Linked DNA regions of Ovis aries: region 1 is linked to region 2. The links are chromatin contacts, called in public Hi-C maps. All regions are on one chromosome and are shown on one strand. The core of a region is the stretch at or near the end of the contact, and the rest is flanking DNA. Distances in the headings are between cores, read along the strand shown.

Region 1 (4,236 bases), core at 463-2,962, 210 kb after region 2:
CCTTGGTTTAGGACGTTCCTCCATTGCTCCTTGGGCTGCATCTGGAAGCTGAGCATTCATTACTGCTCTGCAGCTTGTTTGGTGCTGGTCTGCCAGACTGATTCACGGGAGAGAAATACTAGTATTTCAGGCTGAAATCTGTAATGATTTTCATTTTCCCAAACAACATTTTGATTTCTTGCCAGTAAAAGTGAAATGTGTTTATCACTGGAAAATTGACAAATAACAGAGTAGCAGACAGAGACAGTAAGAACAGCTCATAATCTCATCATTCTTGGGCAACTTAATATTTTGGTTACAGATTTCTCACCTTTCATCTGATTTATTAACATTTTAAAATAACCATTGGGTGCTGTATGGAAAATGGATTGTAGGCAGGCAGTGTCGATGCAGGGAGACCAGTTGGGAGCCTCTTACAAAAGTCTAGGAAATAGATGCTGGTGTCCTGGGCTGAGAGCTGACCATGGAGATAGTGAAAGGTTATTGGACTGAGCACATATGTTTTGAACACAGAGACAAAGGAACCTACTGATGGACTGGATTTAAGGAAGGAAGGCATGAAAACAGATTTCTAGTCCCTTTTCTGGTGCAATGATGACCCAGGTACAGAGGTGGAGAACAATGAGAAAGAAGTGTGCGGGGGAGGCATGGTGGTGGAAACCAGGAGTATAAATTTCATACCCCAATCAAGATTTTGAGTAGGCAATTGGACGTATGGTGAGAGCTCTGGGGAAGAAGATGGGACTGGAGACTTTAACTTGAGGCTCATCAGTCTAGAGAGGATGGAGAAGAGATGACTGGTCTAGGGAAGTTAAATTCAGATGGAGAGGAAGACTGAGCACGGAGACCTGAGGGCGTCCAAAATGTATCTATTGGAAAGTAGGGGAGGATGCAGCATAGGAGATCAGCCAGTGACTAGCAGGAAGTCTAGGAGAGGGTGCAGCATGTGGTACCAAGGATAGAAGGCAGTTCAAGAGAAAAAGTGCTCCCTCTCTCTTTGCACGTACAGCACATCTATATGTTACATGTATGTACGTATGCATATTTTCACAGACTGTTTTCACATAAATATAGTTTTTTTTCATTTATCATGAGCATTTCCTCATTCTTTTAAAAAATGCTCTAAAATATTATTTAAAGTATTCTATCCCTATGGTTGTAACTTTAAAAAGAAAAAAATCCTGTGTGTACATCTTGCGTTCCTTTAGATTCAATTCCCTGAAGTGGAATTACTGGTGGATATAAACATCTGTAAGGCTTTTGATCCATGCTTCAGAAAGGTTGTACCAAGGCTGTACATTCCAACTGCAAAAAATTGAAACCAAGTAACTGGCAACAACTGTTACCATCAGTAAAAAAAGAAAAAATATACAATGCTATCTACTTGTTTTTCCCATATGTGTGACTTGATTAATGGAGGCTGAGCATACTTCAAGGTAAGGCTTCTTGTGTGCAGTCTGAGTGGTGAACAAGTTGATCCTGTACCCAAACATTTCAAATATGAAGAAAATGAATGTAAACCTCACCCAAGTCAGCCATTCAGGGCAGGAGAGCTGGGGAGGAGGAGGAAAGCTGGTTCCGGGCCAGTTTCTCTGGTGAGGGGTGGAGTAGATCTTGGTCAGCAGCACGGAGATTGTGTGGTTCCCACCGCTCACTTGCAGGGCCTCCTCCCCTCCCAGCCTGACTTCCTGTGGCCCAGTCTGGGAAAGGGCGTGGTCACCAATAGGCAGAAGTAACTCTCAGAAGCCCAGCAGTGACAGCCCAGCTGTGGTAGGTGGTGGAGTCCCTGTTGCCCCGTGAACAACTGCCCCAGTTGCCCAACTAAACAATACACAGAGGGATGCGAGGCGGATTGCCCCACGTGCAGCGTCCCTTGCTGACTGGGTGGAGCCATTTCAGTTCTGACAGGCCTGGCCTCTGGGTAGAGACCTTAAGTATCCTCCACCCAGCCTTTCTGGGCATCTGTCCAGCTGAAGTGGAAAGACCCTCCGTGTTGTGAAACTGCAGCAGGGCTCGGCATCTTTCTGTTGGTCTGCTGCATTGCAGAGGACAATTGCGCCACACTGTTAGGCTCTCCGTGTGGAAACTACAGACACTGAGGTGATAGGAATCTGAAGAATGTGTGGGACACAAAGATAGGTCGAAAATGGGAATTGTGGCAATCCTGTGTGTGCTATCTCACATTTCATAACCATGCCAATAAAAACAGGAAATATTTTTTAAAAATGCAACCCTAAAGATAAAGAGAAAGCGTCACTGTCCTTTGCCTTCTGGATGGCACTGACACACGTAATGTGTTCTGTAGTAGCCAAGAAAGAATTCCTGAGACAGAACTACCATGGAAGTTAGCACACGCTCCAAGTCCAAAGGAAACATTCTCTGAGAAGTTAAAAATGGACATAGAAAGTTTTAAATGGAAATAAGACTGATACTCAAGTTTCTTCAGATGTTTTCCTTTTGAAATTATAAAATAACACATCTCATTATAAACCAACTCTTGGAGAAATGTATAATGTAAAGCTTGTCTTCCCTTGCTCCCTCAGATGTAATTTCTGGTCTCCAATAGTTTGGTGTGTATTTCTCAGAGGTTTGTTCATGCATTTGCAAGCATTTGTGTAAGAGTATATTATATGGCTGATGTAGATAGAATATGTTTATCAAAGTGCCAACACATAGTGCTCCATAACATATGCCCAAATATATAGTTTTGAAAATGAGATTATACTACACAAATTCTGCAACTTGTCTAAAATTTTAAACCCGCTTTCTCTCTGCCTCTTCACAGGTGGTTTACTTTGATCCATGCTTTATAAAAACAAAATCTTTGTGTGCCAAAGACTACCAGATTCACTCATTCAACTACTTGTTGCCTGCCAACTATGTCTCAGGCATCATCAAGCTGGTAACTTATTCCAGTGAATTCTTAGACTGTTTATTTTCTTTGGAGAGGTATTCTACACACTGGGAAGAGCAAAGTTTTGGATCCGGAAGAGCAGAGCTCTGAAATCACATTCACTGAAGTTTTAATGTAGGTGCTGCCTTTATCTATCTGGGTGATTTTAGGCAACTTTCTTCATCTCTAAGTCTGTAAGATGAAGTTAAAAGCAAGGCAGGATGATTAAGTGAAAAGCGTATGTGAAGCATTGAGCACAATGTATAGGCATTTGACAAATGTTAGCTCCCTTTCCCCCATCACCTCTTAATTTGTCACTTTTAACATTCCACCTTTTACAATTCCACCTTTTGAATTGTTAAATGTTCTATCTCTTGAATTAGGCAATAAACTCTTATAGGTTAGAAGCCACATCTTATATTGCTTGACAAACCCCAAAGCATCCATCACGGTGCCCTGCGTGTGGGAGATGATGAATAAATGTTTGCTGTTAGATTGATTGACGGTTTCTTGACAAGGTTAAAGCTGAAGGATGTACTGCTGTCTGGAGTCAGGCACATAGCAATGAGCTTCAAAGAAGAAAATGAGCCTCAGCTCTTGGAGGAAGGCCATTGCCTAGCACCTCGGGGAGACATGGTGCTGATATGGAGGAGCAGGACGCTGGACCAGCTCTGCTGTATGGGTTGCAGATCCTGTTGGCTATTACAGAACAGTTATGCAGTCCTACGAGGAATTCCTGATCACCCCACCATGACCAAATTCATTTAGCCAAGCATTTCAACAGGCTGTCACTGTGGCACATGGATTGACGGCACATGGATTGCACAGCTGTTATTGTATGCTTACAAGGGAAATTAGGAGTAATTAATGGGCTGGGGATCAATAGCAGTACTATCTTGCAGGGAACGATTTAATTTTCTTTCTGCATTAGGGAAATGCAAAGATTTCACAGTTAGAAAAGATGGATCCGAGTCATAGATATGAGCTGCCGAATTTCTCAGCTTATATAAAAATTTTACCTTTTAGTTTCTATTCACTGTTTGAAAGGGTAATGAACAGAAGCACATGGTGGTTGTTGTTCAGCTGCCCAGTGTGTCCGACTCTTTGTGACCCCATGGACTGCAGCACGCCAGGCCTCCCTGTCCCTCACCATCTCCTGAGGTTTGCCCAAGTTCATGCCCATTGCTTCGGTGATGCCATCCAGCCATCTCATCCTCTGATGCCCTCTTCTTCATCTACTCTCAATCTTTCCCAGCATCAGGGACTTTTCCAATGAGCCAGCTGTTTCGCATCAGATGACCAAACTACTGGAGTTTCAGCTTCAGCATCAGTCCTTCCAATGA
Region 2 (4,196 bases), core at 113-2,612:
TTTTATAAGAATTATAAATTATATTTTAGATGTTTATATAGTAGATGCTATGCTACTAGCAAAACAAAAATACAATCAGCTTGAATTTTAAAATATTAAAATCACAATCCTCATTCAGTGTCAACTTTCTACCCCGTTAAAACGTGATTTCCCATTACAGTAACACACAACTGCTCATCTTCACTCCGAACAAGAGCTGCAGGGCAAAAATGTTGTTCTAAACTAGTAAGAGGGAGCAAGCGAAGAGGAAGCAAATGGTCAGCTTAAACTCAGCAAGGACAGTCTTTTCTCCAAAAGCTATCGGTGTTTTCAGAAGGAAAACTAGGATGGTTAGATTCAATGGGGGTAGTTTTAAACAATATTCATGGCGCTGACAGTGTTAGGATTAGACACACAGAGATGTCCGAAAAAGAGAAGACGACAAACTTCCTGGATTTTCTTTCCCTCTGTAAGAGAAAGATTTCCTCTTCCTGACGATTGGAAAGGCCCCTTTAACAGTTTTTTCTCTTCGCGGTGGCTGCTGCCAGATTAGGTGGGGCTCCCTCCGCTGCCTTCCTCCTGCCACTTCCCGCAACAAATGGAGCAAACCAGCCCGGTTTCAGGCAAACTTTTCCCCTGTCAGGCTCGAGCCCGCAAGGCGCCGGGGAGTGGTTTCCCCCGAAAGCTCTCCGCCCCTGCTCGGGACTGGGGGAAGCTGAGTCTCCGCAAAAGACAACTTTCTGGTTTCCGTTCTAACTTCCACTCACACCCGGGAAGGAACCGAGGCGGCCGGCAAGGGGGCTCCGGGGCGGGGAGATGAGTCTTCCGGCGAGGGACGGCGGGCAGCTGAGAGGCAGCGGCGGCCGCGGCCAGAAAAGAGCAGGCGGGTGGGGGGGTCCTCGGGCTCTCACTTCCTCCGCCATATTTCAGACATTTGACCCCTTCCGCAAAGCGCGCTGTTCCCCCGCGGCGGCGGCTCGTCCCCGCCGGCCTGGGAGGCAGCGCGCTCGCCGCACCGGCGCCGGGCCCCAGCACCACCTGCCGCGCTGCAAGGCCGCCGTCGCCGTCGCCGCCGCCGCCGCCCCGGCCCCCTGACCGTCGCGCGCGCCCCGCCCGGCCCGCGCCGCACCCCATCAGCTCCCCTCCGCAGGCGCCCGGCCCCCGCCCCGCGCGGCCGCCGCCGCCGCTCCCCTCAGTGGCCACGCACGCACTCTGCCAACCTCTCGCGCTGTCACCGGGTGCCCGCAGCCAGCGTCGCCTCACGCTCCCTCCGGGTCGCTGCTCCCGGCGCCACGGCGGTGCTGCCGCTGCCGCTGCCGCTGCCGCCGCCGCCGCCGCCGCCGCCGCTCCGGCTGGTTTACACGCCTGACTCTGGGCGAGGTTTGGCGGTGTCGCCTTGACGTCAGGCGTTCAGCCTCGCTCTCGCTTCCGTCCGCGGGCGGGGCGCGCGGGTGCGCGGCCCGGGAAGGGGCGGCACCGAAGGGCGGGGCGAGAGAGTCGAGGGGCGGGGCCACTCTTGCCGACGCCGGGTTCCTTTCGCCGCGTTTCGTCCTCGGTGTTTCTCTTCCTTCTCCACCTTGCCCTTTCGGCCTCGCCTTGACTTCTGAGACCTTAGTGGGTTTACGCTGGTGCCAAGGGCTTAGAAACCGTCCGAAACTCAAAAGATGCCTTTAGTGCAAACTGTAGTTTAATCACCGACGCCACCAAACAGTTGGTGCTCGCGTATTCCTTTGTGTTGGGGAAAATGGCCCGAGAAGTAACAGCGCTGTTTCCACACCTAGAGCTCCCGTGAAGGTGCCTAGGCCAGGGCACAGTCTTTTTCATTCTTGAAATGGTTTCTCCTGAAAGGTCAGGTGTCTTAATCTATTACAATTCTTTCCAAATTACGCCGTCAAACTCAGTTAATCAATACATAATCCCAAACAACTTTGTACCTAAATCAACTATATGAGTGAAATAAAGCGTGTATTTAAATGCATGACTCGAGCACTCTAAAAGAATTACCTATAGGGGTCCTTATGATGTGACTACTGGGCAACAGAAAGCACTTTCTCTTCCAAAATGCCTCGTTTCAAAAAGGGTGGGGACTTAACAGTGGAATTTACCACTATTAGAGAAAAGGCTAAAATACAACTACCCTTTACACAAGATGTTAGCTGTTATAAAATGGAGTTTTGGTGGACAAAAGTATTCAAACAGCAAAGTGCAGGGAGAATTTGGGATTGGGAGGTCATTAAAGATTTATTTTTGCTTAGTCCATAGTTTAACTGGACCCTGTTATAAAGCATTCTTGAAATAAATCTTTATGAATTTTTATAAATTTGGAAGATTAGCGAAAATATGATTACTTTTACTCTTTTTAAGAATACTAGTAATTGAAAACTAAGTTAAAGGAATAGATAAGAATGAACTATAATTATCCTTGGTTTTTTTGTATGTAAGTGCTTTCTAGATTTTTCATGATTTAGGTTGATGGAATATGTTACGTATTTTGGTTATTTGTTTCCTTAGAAAATCCTTTTAAAATGGAGATTTCAAAGGCAAGTGTCAGAGCAGTCTGTAGGAATTATTGTAAATTCTGAATGAATGAATCACCAATAAACTTAAATTTATTGACCTTTCAATTATTGCAGAAAACTTTGAAAAGTCTGAAAGCCTGAAACTGAGTTCATGGGAGCAATGTTACTTGGCTATACTGCTTTTTCCTTTCTCTCTCTCTTTTTAAACTCTTCGACCTTTGGGCAATTGATTTTCTTTTTTCCCCAGAAAGAGTAGGTTTTAGAAGATTGGAGCTAGAGTTATTTCGAGTTTGAGAGAATATGTAAAATAGTTTAATTAAAATATATTTGTAAGAAAAGAAAAGAAAAACATTGGTTTTCTTCTGTTAGACTGGAAATCCAGGCAAAGATCTTTTAAGCACTGAATTCATTTTTGGGTTTGAGTTCTTGAAAGCTCCTGTCACCTTAAAACCTGCAACATGATATTCCACTGGCAGCTTTAATAAGTCATGCGGGCAAACTGAACTCATCACCTTTGTCACCAAACAAGTTTCTTCTCCTTTGTTAATTATATCATCTTTTAAATTACCTTAAATTGTCTAATTTAAATTAGACTAAATTATCAGTCTTAAATCCTGATACTCCTTTTTCTGCCTTTCCTGAAGCCATCAGTCAATTGGCAGGTCTATCAGATAGTAATTCATTTCTCCCGAGACCGTGCTGTTTGGCTTGGCGTTTCTTCTCAACTCTTGGACTCTGGGGGCACCTTCCTGCCTTGCCTGTGGCCTCCTCTCTATTCCTACTGTCATCCTTTCTACACATTGTTGCCAGATATTACCTTAAAGCTTACTAAGCAAGCCACTCTCTTCCTAAGAGAGTATTCAGTTACTCCCCTGTCCTACTAAAATTAAAATCCTTGTATCTTATTTTTCCCTTCCACTTAAAAATGGCTTACAGTCAGAGTAGACTTCTCATCTTGCCCAGCCGTAGTGCTTCCCCACCTCTCCGGTGTACAGAGGTGATTTCCTCTGCTTGGAATGCCCCTTCCTACCTCTGCCCTTCATTCAAGGTCCATTTACTTTCTCCAAGAAAGAGCATCTTTTCTGATCGTTCCAATTTAATGTGGTCTCTTCTCTACTGAATCCCCGTAACACTACTGCTCCCTTTTTTTGTCACTTATTTTCTACCTTCCTACTAGGGCAGTGGCTTGCAAACTTTTTATATAAAGCCAGATAGAAAATATTTAAGTTTTTGTGGGCCAGTTTTACAGCTACTCAACTCTGCCTTTGTTGTGCAAACAGCCATAGGATACATAAAGAATGAGTGTGACTATTTCTAATAAAACTTTATTTATGGATACTAATTTGAATTTCATACAATTCAAATATTTTTCTTTTTAAAAGTATCATTAAACATGTGAAAATTATTCTTAGCTCATGGCTGTAACAAAAACAGATGGTGGGCTGCCATTGTTTGCCTGGCTGTACTCAGGGCCAGCTTTGCAGGCATGTGATAGGGCTCTGTGCTTAGAAAGTCCCCATAATTGTTTCAGTGAGCTCTGATGTCATCATCTTGAAATTTTTAATGATATTTGAACAAAGAGGTCTGCATTGTCATTTTGTACTAGGTCCCTCAAATCATCTAGTGGGTCCTACTGGTACTGGGAGATAAAGTCTATAAGATAAGGATATATATTTCTCATGTTTGGCATGGTGGTTT

What was found. A called contact is a pair of places that touch in the nucleus more often than the background predicts.
Region 1: a contact with region 2 is called in a Hi-C map of tail adipose tissue, with 2.3 times the contacts expected there. The contact joins the enhancer-like site here to the promoter of RAP1B in region 2. A contact is called at or near these places in 3 of 16 Hi-C or Micro-C datasets (blood, skin fibroblasts and tail adipose tissue).

What each region holds. Positions count from the first base shown.
Region 1 is chr3:151,586,714-151,590,949 of ARS-UI_Ramb_v3.0, forward strand. No RefSeq gene overlaps it. Among named protein-coding and RNA genes, the nearest start is that of MDM1, 37 kb to the right of the region's middle. Within about 2 kb of position 1,713, at least 20 of the 54 cell types and tissues checked have an H3K27ac peak or open chromatin away from gene starts, as enhancers often do.
Region 2 is chr3:151,380,031-151,384,226 of ARS-UI_Ramb_v3.0, forward strand. It overlaps RAP1B (RAP1B, member of RAS oncogene family), which reads right to left and starts at 1,363. Exons shown (of 9, transcript XM_060412827.1): 1 at 1,200-1,363.